Linked DNA regions of Sus scrofa: region 1 is linked to region 2. The links are chromatin contacts, called in public HiChIP or PLAC-seq maps. All regions are on one chromosome and are shown on one strand. The core of a region is the stretch at or near the end of the contact, and the rest is flanking DNA. Distances in the headings are between cores, read along the strand shown. Region 1 has its middle 35 kb from the start of MTUS1. Region 2 overlaps PDGFRL (platelet-derived growth factor receptor-like protein).

Evidence for each region. HiChIP or PLAC-seq counts read pairs in DNA pulled down with a chosen protein or histone mark.
Region 1: an H3K27ac HiChIP or PLAC-seq map of skeletal muscle shows a contact between it and region 2. The contact joins two enhancer-like sites. A contact is called at or near these places in 5 of 47 Hi-C or Micro-C datasets (embryonic fibroblasts, skeletal muscle and subcutaneous adipose tissue) and 1 of 2 datasets of contacts at active chromatin or transcription factors (skeletal muscle).

The regions. Positions count from the first base shown.
Region 1 is chr17:5,539,215-5,545,979 of Sscrofa11.1, reverse strand. No RefSeq gene overlaps it. Among named protein-coding and RNA genes, the nearest start is that of MTUS1, 35 kb to the right of the region's middle. Within about 2 kb of position 5,024, at least 2 of the 83 cell types and tissues checked have an H3K27ac peak or open chromatin away from gene starts, as enhancers often do. A contact at or near this core is called in skeletal muscle, where this site is marked.
Region 2 is chr17:5,297,387-5,303,864 of Sscrofa11.1, reverse strand. All of the region lies in intron 2 of PDGFRL (platelet-derived growth factor receptor-like protein), which reads right to left. Among named protein-coding and RNA genes, the nearest start is that of PDGFRL, 22 kb to the right of the region's middle. Within about 2 kb of position 4,839, at least 30 of the 83 cell types and tissues checked have an H3K27ac peak or open chromatin away from gene starts, as enhancers often do. A contact at or near this core is called in skeletal muscle, where this site is marked.

The DNA.
Region 1 (6,765 bases), core at 3,775-6,274, 240 kb before region 2:
GTTTGATACTGACCACGGTTTTCAGCAACTACTGAAGGTCTTTGAATGTATTCCCCACAGATGAGGGGGAACCGCTGTTGCATTTTATGTCTGATTAGGAGTGGTTCAGCTGCAAAATATAAATCACCTGATTTGGAGGTCCAGACAAACAGGGATTTGTTCATCTTATGTAACAAGAACTCAGGAGGTAGGAGGTTGCTGGCCTCGGTTCTGGGCTCTGCAACATGGAAGCTGATACCCCTGCAGCTCACATTGCCCTTTCTTCAAGATCATAAGCCATTGCTGCAGTTCTTGCTCCGAGGCCATGCTGAAAGCAGAAAGAAGCGTGTAGGGTCAACGGGCTTCAGCTTAGGCCTTAATGGCCAGAATTGTGTTGTGCAGTTATTCTCTCTGAAAGTAAAATAATGAAGGAGAATATTTAATTTTATAATCGCTAAAATGTATGGGCAAAAGAAGTGCCATGGCTCCTGATTTTTTTTTTTAATATAGTCTTGTGGGAATGGTGTTCCATAGATCTTGGGGAGGAATAAATAATGGAGCACCAGAGGCAATTTTAGATATGGGTATTATTTTGCTCAAGCAGTAGCATGAAGACCTCATGTAATTAGGAGATCAAAAGAAGAAAAGCTTTTAAAGGAGAAAAAAATGATTTTACAGAGAAGTAGGAGGGGAGCTAAGTAAGTATAGTGTTACATAAATCTCAGTATAATAGTTTTCAATGCAGAAGGAATGAAAAAGAATGTTAATGCCTTAAAAAGACAGAAGAGTCTATTTCAATAGACTAGTGGGTAGAATAGGCATAGGGCAGGAAATAATAGCAGTTAGAGAGGATAGGTCATTTGAGAAGTTTAAATGTGGGAGAAGGAAATTGGACTGGTTTACCTGAAGTCAAAACATCAGGAAGACCCCAGTATAAAAAAAATCTCTCTGAAAATTTACCATTAGAGAATTATTTATTAAACTTTACCACTTTCTGAAACATAAATATACTTTTATTTATATCAGGTAATTATATACTGTGGCCAAGAAAGCAAAGTATAATGTAAAGCAATAATGCTAAATGCCAGACATCGTACAAAAAAAAAAGTTTCCACCAAGAAATATACAGTATCTTTAAGATAAGGTAGAAGAGAAATTCCCATTGTGGCACAGCAGAAACGAATCTGACTAGTATCCATGAGGATGCAAGTTCAATCCCTGGCCTTGCTCAGTGGGTTAAGGATCTGGCGTTGCTGTGAGTGGTGGTGTAGGTTGTAAATGCAGCTCAGATCTCGAGTTGCTGTGACTGTGGCGTAGGCCAGCAACTGCAGCTCTGATTTGACCCCTAGCCTGGAACCTCCATATGTCGTGAATGTGGCCCTAAAAAGAAAAAAAGAGAAAAGGTAGAAGAGGGGTTGTTCTTGAAAGTACCAGCTTCACCAATTTGCCCAAGATGTATAGTTTCAGAAAGACTGCAAACCATAAAATCAAGATCCATCTGTATAGTACATAATCTATTGTTTTACCAGCACAAAATTATTTGGGGAAAATGACAACTCAACAGATAGGACATTACTCCAAGCAATAAAGAAGATGGTTTAATGTTTAGCTATGAAAGCTTCCCTTTTTCTTTTTTTCATCTGACACAGCTGTTTTTATCTATTTTATGTATTTGGGTTCCACATAACACTTGGCTATATGCTACAGGGTTTGTTTTTTTGGGGAAAAGGAAAGCTCTAAAAGAAGCTTTAGACCTCTTCCTTGTTTTTTTTTTTGTTGTTGTTGTTTGTTTGTTTTGTTTTGTTCTTTAGGGCTGCTCCCACAGCATATGGAAGTTCCAAGGCCAGGGGTCGAATCGGAGCTACAGCTGCCAGCCTGTGCCACAGCCACAGCAAACCAGATCTGAGCCTCGTCTGTGACCTACACCACAAACTCATGGCAATGCCAGATCCTTTAAGATCCTTGCCAGATCTTGAGCAAGGCCAGGGATCAAACCCAAATCCTCATGGATACTACTATTCAGTTTCGTTACCATTGAGCCACAAAAGAAACTCCCTTCGTTTTTTAGGTGAAATTTTCTGCATTTTTCAGATGACAGGTATTTCTGGGGAAGGACTTTTTTATACTCTCGACTCAAATGAATTAACAAGCATGTAATCCTGAGACTGTGTTTTAATGAATGTCAGCACTTTATTTATAACACAGCCTTCAAAAGCTTACACCCAGTAAAAACTACACTCTCTGGTGGGCATGTTCACGACAAGCTGCAACCTTTGCCAGAGGATGAAAGAGGGACCTAGGCATTCAGTCATAACAAGCCGCTTGTCTCAGGCAGAAAATGACACAGGGTATTGTCTCCTTCACTTAACTCCTGGGGTGTTGGCACCATTTGCAGTTTCTAGGCCTTTCTAATTATAGATGGGCTGTCACATTGCCTCCACCTGCACCCTTAACAATAAGAATATTCAGCAGTGAACATTATCAAAGACCTTTCCAGCTTGAACTAATTAATTCATCCAATTCTAGCCATCTGGGACAGATAGTACTAGTATCCAGGTTTTATAGACACAGAAAACTTCAAAAGCAGTTTCTTCAAGGTCATATAGTAATTGGAATGGGGCCAGGAGTATATCTTAGAAGTATTACGTTTTTGAGTTCATTGGAAGATGACCTTACTGTTTAGACATAGGGGTAATTTGATTTTTTTTCTTCCGGGTGCTAAACAGAGACCCTTTTGTTGGATATATATTCACTCTTGCGTCTCTTCTGTGGCTTCTCTCACCAAAGAATGATTATGCTTAGGAATTATCACGCATGTCATGATTCTTTGGAATCCCAGGTGGTTTTTTAAGCTCTTAAAGGTGGTTAACGTATGCCAGCTGTTTCCTCTCTTTTACTCTTCTCCTTTGATTACACCTACTGTATCTCTTTTCAGCTGAGTGATATTAGAAGACAGAGGTCTTGAAACGTAAAATGAGACCTCAGGAAAGTCAGCGAACTATAAAGGCTTCGCTGTCCTTTCCTGGTGACCAACTAACCAACTGAGATTCTTAAGAATCCTGTACTCCAGAGTTCCCATCGTGGCTCATTGGAAAGCCAATCTGACTAGCATCCCTGAGGATGCATGTTTGATCCCTGGCTTCGCTTAGTGGGTTAAAGATCCAGTGTTGCTGTGAGCTGTGGTGTAGGTCACAGACACGGCTCGGATATGGCATGGTTGTGGCTGTGGTGTAGGCCAGTGGCTAGAGATCCAATTCGACCCCTAGCCTGGGAGCTTCCATATGCCGTGGGTGCAGCCCTAAAAAAAGATCAGAAAAAAAAAAAAAAATCGTATGCTCCTCAAAGAAGTTCCCTTATAGATAGCTTTTCAATCATTAGTTTTAAAAATAGATTAAAAACAACTTAGTTTTCTTTAGTTACAAAAACGTTAAATCTGAAACAATGCTAAGTAGTTCACTGTTGGAAAATCATTCCCTTGCAACTTTTGTCCTATTCTAATAGTTGTAGTTTGAAGGATTATTATATCCTCAAATAATCACTCATGTTGAAGAAGCAGGAAATCATATACTAAAAAAAAAAAAAACTTGCTGAAAAGTCAAAAACTGACAGAATTTTATCTAGGCAATGATTATACAAAATGATGCCAAATCAAAGTAAAATCTTAACAGGAGTACCATATATATATATAGTCTTTTGTCTTTTTATGGAGGTTCTCAGGCTACGGGTCTAATCGGAGCTGTAGCTGCAGGCCTACACCAGAGCCACAACCGTGTCTTTGACCTACACCACAGCTCACGGCAATGCAAGATCCTTAACCCACTGAGTGAGGGCAGGGATCAAACCTGCAATCTCATGGTTCCTAGTCGGATTTGTTTCTGCTGTGCCACAAGGGGAACTCCAGGAGTACCATATTGACTCAGAGATCAGTAGGGGAGTTCCTGCTATGGTCCAGCGGGTTAAGGATCTGGCTCTGGCTCTGTTGCAGTGTGGGTTCGAATCCCAGCCTGGGGCAGTGGTTTAAGGATCAGGCATTACCTCAGCTGTGGCATAGGTCATAGCAGTGATTGATTTCCATCCCTGGCCCAGGAACTTCCATATGCTGTGTGTGTGGCCAAAAAAGAAAAAAAGAGAAAGATCAATAGGACCAGAAAAAGAATGATTCTGAAAACTTTCAGAATATATAGAGAATTTGGTGAATATGATTAAGAAAATTTTTAAAATAGGGATCTTTTGAAACCTATGTTCAAAGAACATCTGCATATTGTTTGTGAGTCTGCATGTGGTAAGATGTGTAACTCAGAGGAACTGGAAGTTTAGGAGGACCATGTGTTTTTCTTTCAAGACTGTTTTTAATATCAAGCTGTCACCCCAGGCCACTTACTTTTTAATAAGTTGGGTAAACAAACCTGTTTTCCCTGAACATTTGAGACCCCTCAACACTCTTCTCGGGGAGTTCCTGTCGTGGCTCAGTGGTTAACGAATCTGACTAGGAACCATGAGGTTGAAGGTTCGATCCTTGCCCTTGCTCAGTGGGTTAAAGATCCAGCATTGCCGTGAGCTGTGGTGTGGGTTGCAGACGCGGCTTGGATCCTGCGTTGCTGTGGCTCTGGCATAGGCTGGTGGCTACAGCTCCGATTAGACCCCTAGCCTGGGAACTTCCATATGCCGTGGAAGCAGCCCAAGAAATGGCGAAAAGACAAAAACAAACACAAACAAAAAAGCAACGAAAAAAACCACTTCTCATTCAGAGAAGCTGAGCAGTTTGGCATCTTAGTTTTATTTCAAGGACAATCTTCCAGGACAAACCTCAGTGTGATTGTGACAAGTTCAGATCTATAGTCTCATACATTTTTCTGAAGCAGTGTAAAGAAGCAGCACTTGGTGATGACTGCAGCATGCAGATGGCTATCAGGGGTGCTCCCCAAATCCTTCAGGAACCCCTTGAAGACCAGATGCCTGAGCCAAGATGTTAGACAACTGGTGAGTTCTCCACACTCATTCCTTCAGTCAGCAAGCCTGAGCTGGACCGCCTGCCAAGGGGACATGAATGCCAGCTGTCACTCTCCTTGTCTCATAATTTAATGAAAGACCGGATCCCTGAAGCCCACGAGTCACTGTAGTTTTTGCATAAGGAACTATTCATCAAGGCTGAAGTTAGGGTGTCACAACATCTCTCTTTATACCATCCTTCACCATCATCCAAAACTTCCTGAAAGAGTCTATTTAGAGACTAAAACTTTTCCATGCTGGTCACAAGCCCAAAGCAAAAGAAGAAAAAAAAAAATTTTTTTTTTTTTTTTTTTGGTAAAGTGTAGGATGGTCTATTTGATCAGCTTTAGTTACTCTCTTTTTCCGAAATCCATAAATAAAACAAGCCAAAACACAGCCTTCCATTCTAAGATGTAGCAAGTCCTCAGCAGGGAACACTTTTGGGGCCAGAGAATGACTTATAATATAAACATTTAAATATTTTACGGAGTTCCTGTTGTGGCGCAGCAGTTAATGAAACCAACCAGTATCCATGAGGATGTGGGTTCGATCCCTGCCTCACTCAGCAGGTTAAAGACCTAGCGTTGCTGTGAGCTGTGGTGTAGGTCGAAGATGAGGCTCAGATCCTGAGTTGTTGGGACTGTGGCATATGCCAGCAGCTACGGCTCTGATTCAACCCCTAGCCTGGGAACCGCCATATGCCACAGGTCTAAAAAGACAATAAATAAATAAATATTTTACAATGAATATTTATATATTTTACCTGAAAAATATTTAGTTCATATTTCCTAAAGTAACAGAAAGAAACATAAGAAGATTTCTTCCGCATTAGGAGGGGATTTTGTGAAGTGGTTGATGGAAAGAAGTTCCAGCAGTGGTGGGATATGAAAATGCTTTTTAGCTTTTCCTAGCATTGGTATTTATAAATTTGGCAGGAAAGAGGGTACAGACTTGAGCCCCTTCATAGCGTGGCTGTGACCTGGGTTCTGTCATCTTGGTAAGACCCTGTGGCCACTGTCTGCAGAACTGGCTACAGTTTGGGCCTCTTCTCTGTACCTGCACAGTGTGGTTCTACCAGGCCTGACTGCCTCTGTCTAATTGCCCATGGCCGCTTTATGGGTCTGCCCCTGCTGCTCTCCACCTGGGATCATGCTGTGAATTCAGAGCAGGGCCTTGCTGGAGTTCCTGTTGTGGCTCAGCAGAAATGAACCTGACTAGTATCCATGAGGGTGCGGGTTTGATCCCTGGCCTCCATCAGTGGGTTAAGGATCTGGCATTGCCATGAACTGTGGCTTGGATCTGGCATTGCTGTGGCTGTGGGGTAGGCCGGCAGCTACAGCTCTGATTCGCCCCCTAGCCTGGGAACTTCCATATGCTGCAGGTGTGGCCCTAAAAAGCAAAAAACAAACAAACAAAAAAGCATGACCTTGCTGATCCTGCAGACTTATGGTGGCAAAGACCACCACCCAGAGACAACTTTCTTTACAGATCAGGTCCTAGGTGAATAAGGCCTTTTCCTCTCCCGTCTTTAGTGCCTGCTCCCTAAGAAACCAGCCCAGTGAACTCCCTAGACCTTGACGCCTCACCAGTGCTTAGCATTCTCTGCCTCAGGCTGCTGAGGGTCTTCGGAGAGGCTGTGTGTGTGGGCCTGGGGACAAAGTCAGTCACTGGGGACTGACTGTGCCTCAGGTATGTTCCCTCTTTCATCTTCTCAGGAGCTGATAAGGAAGGGCTAGTGTCTTCCCTTCTTCCCAGGTAATTGAAACACCCTTCCATAATCAAGCAACAGCTTCATTT
Region 2 (6,478 bases), core at 3,590-6,089:
AGAATATATAATAAGAAAAAGTCTCTTCAATAAGTGGGGTTGGGAAAACTATACAGCTACATGTAAAAGAATGAAATTAGAATACTTCCTAACACCATAAACAAAAATAAACTCAAAATGGATTAAAGACCTAAATGTAAGGCCGGGTACTAGGTACTTTTTTTTTTTTTTTTTTGGCTTTTTGGCTTTTTGGCTTTTCTAGGGCCACTCCCACAGCATATGGAGGTTCCCAGGCTAGGGGCCAAATTGGAGCTTTAGCCGCAGGCCTATGCCAGAGCCACAGCAACACGGGATCCAAGCCACGTCTGTGACCTACACCACAGCTCACAGCAATGCCAGATCCTTAACCCACTGAGCAAGGCCAGGGATCGAACCTGCAACCTCATGGTTCCTAGTCAGATTTGTTAACTACTGAGCCACAACAGGAACTCCAAAACATAGGTACTTTGAAAAGTCAAGCAATTCACCCAAGATGACACAGCCAGGGAGTAGAGGAATTGGGTCTTTTTTTTAATATATTATGATTTTTATTTTTTTCATTATAGCTGGTTTACAGTGTTCTGTCAGTTTTCTACTGTACATCATGGTGACCCAGTTACACATATATGTATAGATTCCTTTTTCTCACATTATCATGCCCCATCATAAGCGACTAGACATAGTTCCCAGTGCTACAGAGCAGGATCTCATTGCTTATCCATCCCAAAGGCAATAATCTGCCTCTATTAACCCCAAGTTCCTAATCCATCCCACTCCCTCCCCCTCCCACTTGGCAACCACAAGTCTATTCTCCAAGTCCATGATTTTCTTTCCTGTGGAAATGTTCATTTGTGCCATATATTAGATTCTGGCTATCAGTGATACCATATGGTATTTGTCTTTCTCTTTCTGCTTTACTTCATTCAGTCTGAGAGTCTCTAGTTCCATCCATGTTGCTGCAAATGGCATTATTTTGTCCTTTTTTATGGCTGAGTAGTATTCTATTGTGTATATATACCACATCTTCCTAATCCAACCATCTTTCAATGGACACTTGGGTTGTTTCCATGTCTTGGCTATTGTGAATAGTGTTGCAATGAACATGCAGATGCATGTGTGTTTTTCAAGGAAAGTTTTATCTGGATATATGCCCAAGAGTGGGATCTCTGGGTCATATGGTAGTTCTATGTATAGTTTTCTGAGATACCTCCATATTGTTTTCCATAGTGGTTGTACCAATTTACATTCCCACCAACAGTGCAGGAGGGTTCCCTTTTCTCCACACCCCCTCCAGCATTTGTTATTTGTGGAGGAATTGGGTCTTGAACTCAATTTTATCTGATTCCAAAGCCTGTGTTATTTTCTATCTTTTCGCTGTTTCACAAACTTGAGTAATGGACAGATTTCTTTTAAAAGAAACAAAAGTTCTGTTTAATGTTGGTGCTGATTTAAATGGTTTTATTATAATGTTGCTAAAAAGTGTGCAAATCTAAACCTAGATATACCTTCTCATGCCTAAAAATCATTTAAGCTATAAAATTCAAACACATTTACTAATTAAATGCAGACAAAAGATGCAGCCCAGTTTAAAAAAAAAATCTGACAAAAAACCCAAAACAACGAAAAAAAATGTAGGCAAAACACTCTGACATAAATCTCAGCAATATCTTTTTGGATCCACCTGCTAGAGCAATGAAAACAAAAGCAAAAATAAATAAATTGGACCTGATTAAACTTAAGTGTTTTGCACAGCAAAGGAAACCATTAAAAAATGAAAAGACAACCCACAGAAGAAAATCTTTGCAAATGAAGGGACTGAAAGGGATTAATCTCCAAAATATACTATTATCTCATATAGCTTTATGTCAAAAAAATAAACCCAATCAAAAAATTGGCAGAAGCTCTAAATGGACACTTCCCCAAGGAAGACATACATATGGCCAAAAAGACCATATCACGAATTATTAGAGGAATGCAAATCAAGTCTACCATGAGTTATCACCTCACACCAGTCAGAATGGCCATCATCAAAAAGTTTACAAACAATAAATGCTGGAGAGGGTGTGGAGAATAAAGAAACTCTCCTATATTGTTGGTGGGAATGTAAATTGGTGCAGCTACTATGGAGAATAGTATGTCATTTCCTTAAGAAACTAAATATAGAAGTACCATATGATCCAGCAATCCCAACCCTGGGCATCTATCCAAAGAAAACCATCATTTGAAAAGAAACATGCACCCCAATGTTCACTGCAGCACTATTTACAATAGCCAAGGCATGGAAGCAACCTAAATGTCCATTGATAGAGGAATGGATAAAGAAGACGTGGTACATATATATAATGTAATATTACTCAGTCATTAAAAAGAACGAAATAACGCCATTTGCAGCAACTTGGATGGGTCTAGAGATCATTGTACTAAGTGAAATAAGTCAGAGAAAGACAAATACATGAGATGACTAATAATGTAGAGTCTAATAAAAAAGATACAGGACATTTATTCACAAAAAAAGAAATAGACTCAAAGATTTCTAAATATAAAATAGGTAAGTAAAAACGACCTACAGTATAGCACAGGGAAATCTATTCAATTCTGTGTACTAACCTATATGGAAAAAGAATCTGAAAAGGAATGGACATATGTATAGGTATAATTGATTCACTTTGCTCTACACCTGAAAGTAACACAACAGTGTAAGTCAACTACACCACAATAAAATTGAAAAAAAAATTTAATTAAAAAAAAGTTTGTGGCATTCCTATAGCATCTTTGGTTTAATGCATTGACTTGACTTTATTATCATTATCTTACTGTATTTTAATGCAGTGAAACACATCTAGGATAACCAAAGCTGGACTTAAAAGAATGCTCAAGAAAGTAAATATTTTGGTTAACAAAACTTTCTTTTAAAGTAAGAGCAGAAAACATTCTCTCTCCAAAACTCAGTAATGTACTTCTACCTGTTTTCCCACTTTGATGACTAGCTGACTGGGACAGCTGGATGTGGGGACAGCTACATCACGGGACCCTTAACCTGGTTATGAGTAAGCACTTCACAGTATCACGGACATCTAGAGTTTGTGCAAGACTGCAATATATGTCTGAAACAATTTTTTAAAAAAATAAAATTCTGGAGTTCCCGTCGTGGCGCAGTGGTTACGAATCCAACTAGGAACCAGAAGGTTGTGGGTTCGATCCCTGCCCTTGCTCAGTGGGTTAAGGATCTGGCGTTGCCGTGAGCTGTGGTGTAGGCTGCAGACGCGGCTTGGATCCTGCGTTGCTGTGGCTCTGGCGTAGGCCGGTGGCTACAGCTTCGATTCAGCCCCTAGCCTGGGAACCTCCATATGCCAAGGGAGCGGCCCAAGAAATAGCAAAAAGACAAAATAAAATAAAATAAAATAAAATAAAATAAAATAAAACAAAACAAAACAAAACAAAACAAAACAAAACAAAACAAAACAAAACAAAACAAAACAAATAATAAAATTTTTGGAGTTCCTTGGTGGCACAGCAGGTTAAGGATCTGGCACTGTCACTGCCGTGGCATGGGCTCCATTCCTGTTCCCGGAATTTCCACATGCTGCAGCCTTGGGCAAAAAACAAACAAAATTTCTTGCAAACCTGGCTGTTTTCTTGTGATTTCCCTCCTTTGGGTACAGTCTTGTGAGTAAAAACAGCTCATCTTTATTGAGATGTCTCAGTGCATGTGCCAATGCTTCACTTGCATGACCTCATTCTATCCTGACAGCTATGGGGCTGTTCCTATTATTTCTCCCTCTCCCACAACTCACGTCCTGAATGGAACAGGCCGTGTTTTTCTGCAACCTGAATGCTGTGGGAACAGCTAGAACACCCGTCCTGCATCCTGTCTCACTCACCAATTCACCTCTTGGGAGACGTTGGCACTTCTGGCGCTGGTGCCATTGGGTCTGGAAAGAGAAAGCTCTACCTTCAGGGCGGGATAAATTATTTATTTTTAACCTGATTGTTTTCTGGGGGTGACATCCATTTGAAGGTCAATATCAGAGTCTGGCTGAAGCATAGACTTTCAATTTCCCACGGCAAATTGGGCCCCAAGGGCACCTCCAGGTAAGTACAAAAACAAAGGGAGGGCACCAAAGATTTTCATGGAACTCAACGTCTTCGTACGTCCGGCTCAGAAAATCAAGTAAAATGAGCTTTGAAGGAAACGGAGTTTGAATTTTAAAAACACCTGTATGACAATACAAATGTCTCACTGCCACTGAACTGCACACTTGAAAATGGTTAAAATGGTAAATTTGGTGGTTACCAAACAAACATCACATTTTGTTTGCTAAACAAAAAATAATAAAATAAAAGTGAAGGAAAAAGAAAAGGGTATCTTCCGCAGTACAACACCAAAGTTAAGACGGACAATGTTTACCAAAGTCTGTGCAGATTCTATCATAAACACTTCTCAACATCTTTCTCTGTTCTTTTAAAAGGTCCCCCGGACCCCCTCCTCTGGGGTTCTGGGAGTCAGGACTGGACTGGCCTGGAGCCCGTTGTCTGCTTCCTCGGCCCACCCTCCCTTTGTGTGTCTGTGGGTGGAGTAAGCCATTGCCAACTGCAGCCAAACGAAAACCCATTTGCCCTCCCTTGTTTTGAGAAGCTATTTATTGTTTTCAGAGGAACCAGCCATCAAAGAGATCTCCTGCGCTCCACCCACTCCTCTGAACTTAACATTTCTTGACTGAAAAATACTAACATCCCACCCGAGGCCCCAGAAACATCCTGAAAGACGATATCTGGACCTGATTTTCCAGGGAGCAGCCCAGGCTTCTTTATGAGCACAGCAGCCAGCTTGTTTTCACGGCTGTGACACTGCCAACTTGCTCGCTTCACTCTCCAGCATCTCCCTCTTCTTACCCGGCACTGATTTATATTTGAGCCACCATCCAGAACACTTATTCTAAGTTACTTCTTATCTTTTTCCTTGGCTCAATCTCGTGCCAAGAATTCCTCTGCTCTAATTTCTGGGAGTATGTTATGATGAGATTGAAGAAACAAAATGTTTCCAGAGAAGAGGAAAATGGATGGTGTTGATCACATGGTGCAAACTGGTGCAAAACATTCTCTCTCTCTCTTTTTTTTTTTTTTTTTTTTTTTGTCTTTTTTAGGGCCACATCTGAGACATATGGAAGTTCCCAGGCTAGAGGTCCAATTGCAGCTGCAGATGCCAGCCTATACCACAGCTACAGCAAGGTGGGATCCAAGCCGTGTCTGCAACTCACGGCAGCTTGGATCCTCTAACCCACTGAGTGAGGCCAGGAATTGAACACTAGTCCTAATGCATCCTAGTCAGGCTCGTTACTGCTGAGCCACAATGGGAACTTCCAGAACATTCTTACATTAATGTTTTTTATATTATCAACAAAATAAAAGCAAAAAATTTAAAAGATACACATTGCAAAGACATGTTAGGTCCAGGGAGAGGTCTGTGGACCCCTGTTTGTGGAAAGTGGGCATGGGGTGCATGGAGAGTGGGTCCACCTGAGACTTGGCAGTGATGCTGCCTTTTCCTAAAGGCAGTGAGGGGTTACAGCCCTCATGCTGTGTGTGTGGCCCTCTGTACTTTCTTAGTGTATCGCAACTGCCCTTGGATTTTTTACTCTGACTTCCTCAGTGTGGCTAACAGGCCCTCCCTCCCTGGTCTGACTGCCCCTCATCTTCCAGCAACCGCTCTCCTTGGTCACCTCCTGTCTCCTCCCCTGACTCAAGCCACCCCACCCCCTCCCACACACCCTCAGTGCTCCAGGGGTGACAGCCACTCCATCTCAGAGGAAGACCCCCATGCTGTTCCTTCCTTCTGGAATGTTCTTACACTCCTCTCCTCCCCACTTTGTTTCCTGGTTAACTCCCAGCTCTCATGTATTAGCTTGAGTTTTCTCCTTCCAGATCCTGTACTCCTTCTAGCAAGGCACTCACACAGCTATACGTTAAATTGGCTTAGCTAATAATCTGTCTTCCCACAAGACTAAAAGCTCTGTGGGAAGAGAGGTTGTGTCCATCTCGGTCACCATCGCATCTCCAGCATCACCCTAGGATGGGAACTTGACTATCATGGGTGAAAAAAATAACTGTTGGAAAAAAGGAATAGAATAATTAAGGGAGGGCAGAGGCGGGAGTATGTGGGCAGAGGAGCCGGGAAACAACGTTTAGTAAATTAACTATTGTCATATATATAGTGTCATATATATACATATCTATATAGATACATGTTTATATGCAGTTTCTGATGTTAAAAGAGAGTGGAGAGGAGTTCCCATTGTGGCACAGTGGAAACGAACCCAACCAGTAACCACAAGGTTGAGAGTTTGATCCCTGGCCTTGCTCAGTGGGTCGGCGATCCAGCATTGCTGTGATCTGTGGTGTAGGTCGCAGACACGGTTCGGATCCCATGTTGCTGTGGCTGTGGTGTAGGCTGGCATCTGCAGCTCCGATTGAACCCCTAGCCTGGGAACTTCCACATCCC